2 separate regions of the Triticum aestivum genome follow, and region 2 is linked to region 1. The links are chromatin contacts, called in public Hi-C maps. All regions are on one chromosome and are shown on one strand. The core of a region is the stretch at or near the end of the contact, and the rest is flanking DNA. Distances in the headings are between cores, read along the strand shown. Region 1 holds the start of LOC123070433. Region 2 holds the start of LOC123070435.

Region 1 (3,771 bases), core at 449-2,948:
AAGGTCTCCAGACTTTATCAATCAACAGGACAAAAATCCCGACTCCTCCGTAAAACAGAGCCTCAGTGAAGAATAGTATAAGGAAATCTGCATACAACAATAAAACTCTATCAGTAATACAGCCATGGCTAGTTTTCATCCCAATGAGGAATGGTACATGTAGTGTCTTTGGAGTAGATGTGTAAATATATTCCAAGAACGAATTATGTGCATCGGTGTTCATTTAAGGGAAAGAAAATTGTAACAATGTGTATGGGGGATGATCAGATGTAAAGCAATGAAATTACCTATTTTTAATCACCAATTACTTACATGCCTTTTAATGGAATAAATGCTACTAACAGGCACAGATATATGATTGTGTTAAATGGTAACCAACATAACTGATTTCCCTCAGCTAATAAAAGGTGGGACTGGGAGGTAAAGGAATAAGATAAAAGACACTATCAGAGTTGTTGAGGATGAAAAGAACAAATTTCTGAATTATCACAGAAAGGATACCTGTCAACAGGGAATCCTCAAACACGGCTGAGAGTACTCTGCGCAGGTAAAGCGATGGAAGAACCAAGAATGCCACAAGAATAGTTGGACCAACAAACCATACTAATCTAGATGCTTCCTTGCCAGGATGTGGCACACTCTCCACACTTAACGTTTGAGAGCTGCCGCCATGAAATGAGATGAATCCCGGTTTTCCAGCACTCCTCTCAGTAAAATCGGAGCCCAAAGATGCAGAGGAATCTGCAGTATTGCTCTTGGTATCTTCTAAGACCGGCGTGTCCGAGGTAAGTGAAGCGATTGGCTCCTGTTTGTCGCTAGCAGTGCAGGAAACAATTCGCTTAATATGTCCATCATGGTTGCTGGAGCTCCTTAGAACTTGTTCTGTTAACACGTGGTAAATTCAACGTAAAGGGCTATGTGTATTCAATAAAGAGCTTTTCAGAAAGTAAGGGAAAAGTTACCTTTTAGAGTGCCCAAGTACTGCATCCTACTTCCATTTACCCTTTGAACTGCAAATGATCCTGCAAGCTGAGAGAGATAACCCTGTGTCATACGCTAGTACTGCTAAACCAGACAATTCACTGCAATTTTCATGTTCAAAGCATCCAGAATCGCAGAAGTATATGGAGCATAGAGTAGGTACATGTAAGTATGTAACTGTGCCCATTCTAAGAAAATTTAAGAGGTACTCGTATTTCAATAAAAAGTCTACCAAAAAATGACTGAAACTCATTGGCACGTTGACATCGCACCCAATAGAGGGAATAAAATCATCCTTTTCGAATTATCCATACGGGGGACTAAGGCCTCCACCAGTAACTAATTAAAACTCACCTAATCGCTAACCAAGCACGAAAGAGGAGGTCATACAGGTAGAGGAAAAATGCTCTAGGCGTTTTAGCACGAGGAGGAGGGGATTGCCTTGGGATAGGAGTAAGCTACGGAGCTGAGGCGGCAGCGAGGAGGGGCGGAGATGGCCGGCGCGGACAGGGAGGCGGCCCTGGGGCGGAGCCGGAGAACGGTGGGGCCTGCCACGGCGGCCATGGTCCGTGGCGCTATCTGACAGCAGCAAGGGGCGCGGGTGGGAAGAGGACGGTGGGACGGACGGACGGGCGCCCCGGCCGCTTGGCCCGGTGAGGTTTGTTTGGTGTGGTGGTCGTCAGACTGCCGCACGAGAACTGTGGCGTCGGGGCCCAGATGTCAGATTTTTCCTTCTTTAGAAAAATTTAGGTTTTTTTTAGCGAAGTTTGTTTTCTAAAGAACATGCATATGCGGACGGGCCTAGTATGTACAGCTGGGCTGTAATTTCACGGGGAAAACACGGCCGGGCAACTCGAGCCGATCGGCAGACAGCCAGCGGCGCTCCGCACGTCCGCGTGGGATGGGCCAGTCCATTGTATTTCCATGAGCGTTGTTATTATTGACGATCAATAAAATAGAGCGTATTTTAGCCTAAAAAGCAAGATGTAAAAGGGAGTGTTGATGGGGCGATTTCAGTGGAGCAAAGGAAGAGCTTGCCGGCGGCCGGCGGCAATTTTTCACTAAAAAAATGGAGCTTTCTTGGGGGCCTTCGTTCTGGTTATGGACAGAGTGATGGATTCCTGATCTGTTGAAGCAATTGCATATAGGAAAGCTTTATGCCTCGCTCACCCTTCCTTTGGCGATTCGCTAGAGTTCACGTAAAACCTTGCCGATCGCCGGTTCCATCCGACTGCCGATGAGATCTACCTATTCCCGTCGCGCACGTTCGCTTGCATGACGGATCAAAGGCAACAGAAGCCAGGGGGTCAGGGGGAAGAGATGGCGGCGGAAGTAAGTCTGGGTGTAGGGGAGGTGATTGGATCTGAAGCCCCTGAGGGTTCTTGAGAAAAGAGCAGCCAAGTCAATTCTAGGGCTGCGGATGGGGGGAGTCATAGCTCGCAGGTAAGAAGGAACGCATCTGAGGGGGGGGGGGAGATGAGCACGACACGTTCTTTGGGACGGGGCCTGATCTTGAGGATTAGTTCGCCGGGATGAAGCTACATGGGAAGGAAGAGGAGGATCTTGATTTCTCGGAGGAGGTGGAAGATTTGATCAAGGATGTTCACTGGTTGGTCCTGTTTCGTGTTCATACGACAAAGCTGTTTAGCCATGCGACGCTCTTGACACAGATGTGTAATGTCTGGTCGGCGACGCAGGGGGTCACCTTCAATATCAAGGGGCCCAACCTGTTTCTTGTCCAGTGCCACTATTTGGGAGATTGGAGGAAGATCATGGATGGAGGGCCGTGGCTGTTCCGGCGGGCGCCCGTTGTGCTTCAGGAGTACGATGGGTTCTCTGATGTTAATGGTTACAGACTAAACAAGATCCCGCTGTGGGCTCGAGTCAAGGGCTTGCCGGATGGACTTACAAGGAGGAAGGAGTTGGCGGAGAAGGTTGCAACAAAGGTGGGAGACCCTCCGTTTACAGTTGTAGTGAATGAGGGGAGGATAAATCCGGCGAGTACGTTACGAGCCAGGATCTTTGTGGATGTTTACGAGCCACTAGTCAGGTTTGTTCCAGTTACTTTGAAGGAGCTCAAAAAGTTCAGTGTTTTCTATGAAAAGCTACCAGACTTTTGCTTTGCTTGTGGTCGGATGGGTCATCTGGCTGATGAATGTGGAGACGACATACATGACCCAGACTCGTTCGAATGGGGTGATTGGCTGCTGTGGTAGCCGGAGATGTCAGCCTCTCAACCGTACGGTGGTGGAGGTCGAGGAGATGGTTTTGGCAGAGGTCGGGGAGGCGATGGTGGAAGAGGGGCTAGAGGACGAGGAGGTAGAGGCCCGTCCGGGGGTCGAGGAAGGGGAGAAGCTGGAGGAGCAAATACGCATGGGTCACAGCAGATGGATGTGGATGATAGGAGGGAAAATTCTGGTAATGGAGTAGAGAAGGGAGCTCGGAAGAGGTTGGTAGCTGCGGATGGCTCACTAAATATTAGAGGACATCAGCTTTCTCATCTGGCAGGCAAGGTTGCAGGGATTGTTCTGTTGATTGAAGGGGCATCTTCATCTGCTCCCAGCAACACAGTGGTCTCTACACCGGAGAAGGTACACATTGTAAAGAAGAGGGGACAGGAGGGAGAAGAGGGTGAAGATATGGAGCTTATGAACAAGGCGGCCTCCCTCGAGGAGGGCCGCCAAGCCTGATGAGGACTTTATGCTAGAATTGTCGTGGGATTGGCGACCCCGCGACAATTAACGAGCTCCGTGCTCTCGGGGAGGAAAGTGCACCGTCGGTCCTTTGTGT
Region 2 (3,771 bases), core at 853-3,352, 390 kb after region 1:
ATGAGTTTATGAGCAAGAGTTGTTGTCTATGATGCTAGGAAAATTGATTGAAATTATCATTGATCAAACTTATGCACTATGCTAGCATTCATACTTTATAAATTATTTCTTTTATTATTTACCTACTCGAGGACGAGAAGGAACTAAGCTCGGGGATGCTAATATGTCTCCAATGTATATATAATTTATGAAGTATTCATGCCATGTTTATAATAATTTCATATGGTTTTGGTATGATTTGAATGGAACTAACCCGGACTAACGCTGTTTTTAGCAGAACTACCGTGGTGTTGTTTTTTGTGCAGAAATAAAAGTTCTCGATGGGCTAAAAATTTATGGTGATTTTTTATGGACCAAAAGAGACCCACGGAGCACCAGAGATGGAACTGGGAGTGGCTGAGGGAGCCACAAGCCAGCCACCCCCCCCCTAGGGCGCACCCCCTGAGCTTGTCGGACCCTCGGGCACCCCCCTGACAGATGTCTATCCTTTCTCAAAGACGTTATTGACAAACAAATTGACTTGGTCGAGGGTATAAATTTCATATTGTGTAATGGTTCACCTATGGTTGTTTTTTGTTTTGTACTCTAGTTAATCATTAATAAGAATGGTTATGTTCATCATAGTGGTCTAGAAGCTGAGGGTTTAAGCTCCTTTTCCAAAAGAGAAAAAAAATGAGGGCAAAGATATGATCTTTTCGCCTTATGCTCCTGCGCCGACCTCCATTCTAATCTGCTCCCAATGCCTCCCAGGATCCATAAACGCACGAGGCGAGACATCGCCGTGCCCTGAGACCAACGGCTGCCTCGCCTACACCCCTAGGTTAAATGGGCTACGCCAAGCTTGTGAGAACAGTAGCTTGCTTATCTTTTATGTACTTTCATTTTTTCTGTATTTTTGTCTTCTAATTCTTATTTTTATTTTTCTTTATATTTATATTTACATTTCTATAAATCCTCTAAAGTATATTTTTAAAATATTTTATTTTTATGAATTTTGCAAACAATGTTCTCTGTATATTGAAGAAATGTTCACGCAGCTCAAAAAAAGAATCTCATTTTTTAATAAAATTTTCATGACACTTAAAAAAAAGTTTACACATAAAGAAAAAAATGTTCATGACATTTAAAAATATGTTGGTAGCATTGAAAAAAAATGTCCACACCTTTAAAATGTTATCATGACATTTTTTTATATTTTTTATGAATTAATAAATATCCATTGACGCAATGTTTCAAAAAATATTCATGGCATAGAAAAAATAATTGATAACCTTTAAAAAATGTTTGTAGCATCTACAATTTTTGACATGTTTTTAATGTTCATGAAAATTTAAAACATTATTCACAAAATTTTCTTAAAAATATCATAACACATATAAAAAGTTGTTCATAACTATTTAAAAGAATTTTTCATGAAAATATAATATTTGGTTCATGCAATTTTGGAAAAATGTTCATGCCATATTAAAAAAATGTCCGGAACTATTGAAAGAAATGGTCACAACATTTGAGAACTGTTCGAAAAAATGTAAAAGATTATTCAAGATATTTTTGAAAAATGTTCATTACATATTAAAAAATGTTGACTCTCTTTATACAAAAGAAAGTGGGAAAAATAAAACAAAGAAAAAACGAAAACAGGAAAACAAACAGGAAAAGATAAAAAGAAATAAGAGGAAAATCCAATAAAAATGAAAAAAAATAGAACCAGACAGAAGGTTTCTAAAACCGCTCCTAGGAAGGTTACAAATCTCTCCGATCCGGTATGTAGAAGATTCCTAAAACCGCGTTGGGCCAACCCTGCCGATCCGGTAGGTAGAAGAAGATTCGCAAACCGCTTGTTGGGCCGACGTTAAGCTTGGGGATAGCATTTCAAGTTTTAGCTTGTGCAACGAGTTCTTTTTTCAACTTTATCACTAGTGCCTTTCACAAGGCTATCACCTGACTGTCACACAAACAGAAGAAACTCGAATCAATATTAAGCTACAACCAAGGGTGGCCAACCAGAACCCCGCACAAATTTACGGCTAACTTTTTCTCGCAGTCCAGTCCCGTGCTCTCTACCACCACTAGTTAACCGCCTTCTTCTCAAGCGCGAACAGGATCTTCTTTTATAGCCTCTCCAGTCCTCGTCTCTCCTCTTTAGCCCACGTACACCCTGCTCCTCTCCTTCCAACACCAACCAATGTTACTACGCCTCCTCGCGCTGATCTTTGCCGCCGTCTTGGCGGCGTCCTCGAGCTCCGTCGATGCCCGTGTCCTTCACCCTATCTTCCTCCCCTTCGGCGACAATGGCCGTCGCCTGATCGGCATCCAGCGCTGCGAAGAATGCTTCGGCATATGTCAAGAGGTACATACATACAGTGAATGAATCTATAACGTGCGTGCTCTGCAGATCAAACATCCTTACGAATACGTTCGCATGTTTGCCATTTGTGCGTGCGTGCAGGTGCACTACAGGACGCTGTGTAGCACGATGGCGACGCTGCCCGGGGTGACGACCCCGCAGCAGCTCCTGGACACGGCCCTGCGGATGACGGCGGCCAAGTCGGCGATGACGGAGATGCGGCTCGACGAGGCGATGAGGGCAGGCCTGGGCAACACCATCCCGATGATGTCGTCGCTGCAGTCGTGCAGGGACAGCTACGCGTCGCTGACGGACTCGCTGGGGAAGTCGCGGACGACGCTCAAGAAGGGGGGCAGCCGCGACGATCTCATGTCGGAGCTGTCGGCGGCCAGCACCTACTCCACCGACTGCCGGGACATCTTCGGCGAGCGCCCGGAGCTCAAGTCGCCGATACGCGGCGCGCAGCGCCACATCACGCGCCTCGTCAGCAACTGCCTCGACCTGGCTACCGCCATCAGGCAGCCCTGAGCGGTGGACGGTGCTTCCGGTTGACGTTTCTTGGACACCATTTAGATTTTGGCATGTAGTTTTATTCTTTTCCGCATTACGTGTATTTTAGTCTAGTGTGTAGATTTGTCATCTAGGATGGTATTGCGTTTCATAGGTAACCTGTCGATAGAGAAAAAATGTCTTTTAGTTGACGCCGGTCTATTCTGTACTCGGAAGTTAGATTTGTCGGAATGGATCTTCTTTTTCGGTTCAGCTTATACATGGCCAAATTCCCCCTTGGAAAGATGCAGCATTTGCAATAGTCTCTGACTCGGTTACGTACAGATTGCAAGCATACTCATGCAACACCAGCCTTCGCGTTGTATATAACTTGTCGGATGAAGGATGAGCCAGAGAGGCAAACAACTTGCGCTTTTGGTTCAGCGTGCGCTCCAAATCTCCTCGGTGAGGAGAGGACTCGCAGCGCTTCCAAATCTCCGTGGTCTGGCACGCCAGGGAGAAGACCAAGAGCCCGGGTCACGCCATCTTGCCCTTGCTCTCTTGTGAAGAATTTCATGCACCTGCTTTGGGGCCGGGTTTCAAGCCAGAGCTGTCGCCACACACCTGCGTTGGGGCCGGGTTCGAGCAGGATCTCTCGTTGCAGTCCCGCATATTTATCTCCCGGAAACGGCTTTGCAGAATTTACAGGTGCGAGCCAGCACAGCACAGCATCTTCACGATTGGATGTCTAAACAGTTAACATGCAAGTCAGGTGTCAACATTAGCCGCATGGAGGATCGCGTTGAGCTCCACACAATAGCCACCAGCTGTTTTTTTGTTTTATTTTCTCCGTCCACCATTCAGAGAAGCCTCGATAGCTTCAACCCAAACTTCAAAAGCAATATTCATGTATGACAAGTGCTCATTTGTCACAA

Evidence for each region. Hi-C and Micro-C count contacts between places; a contact is called where the count stands out from the background.
Region 2: a Hi-C map of leaf shows a contact between it and region 1, with 4 times the contacts expected there. The contact joins the promoter of LOC123070435 here to the promoter of LOC123070433 in region 1. A contact is called at or near these places in 3 of 5 Hi-C or Micro-C datasets (all in leaf).

What each region holds. Positions count from the first base shown.
Region 1 is chr3B:470,613,586-470,617,356 of IWGSC CS RefSeq v2.1, forward strand. LOC123070433 reads right to left here and starts at 1,699. Exons shown (of 5, transcript XM_044493658.1): 1 at 1,423-1,699; 2 at 963-1,029; 3 at 502-882; 4 at 1-87. The coding sequence starts at 1,545.
Region 2 is chr3B:471,000,408-471,004,178 of IWGSC CS RefSeq v2.1, forward strand. LOC123070435 reads left to right here and starts at 2,103. Exons shown (of 2, transcript XM_044493660.1): 1 at 2,103-2,350; 2 at 2,450-3,109. The coding sequence starts at 2,186. The coding sequence ends at 2,875. It overlaps LOC123070434 (AP-1 complex subunit mu-2), which reads right to left. Exons shown (of 11, transcript XM_044493659.1): 11 at 3,762-3,771.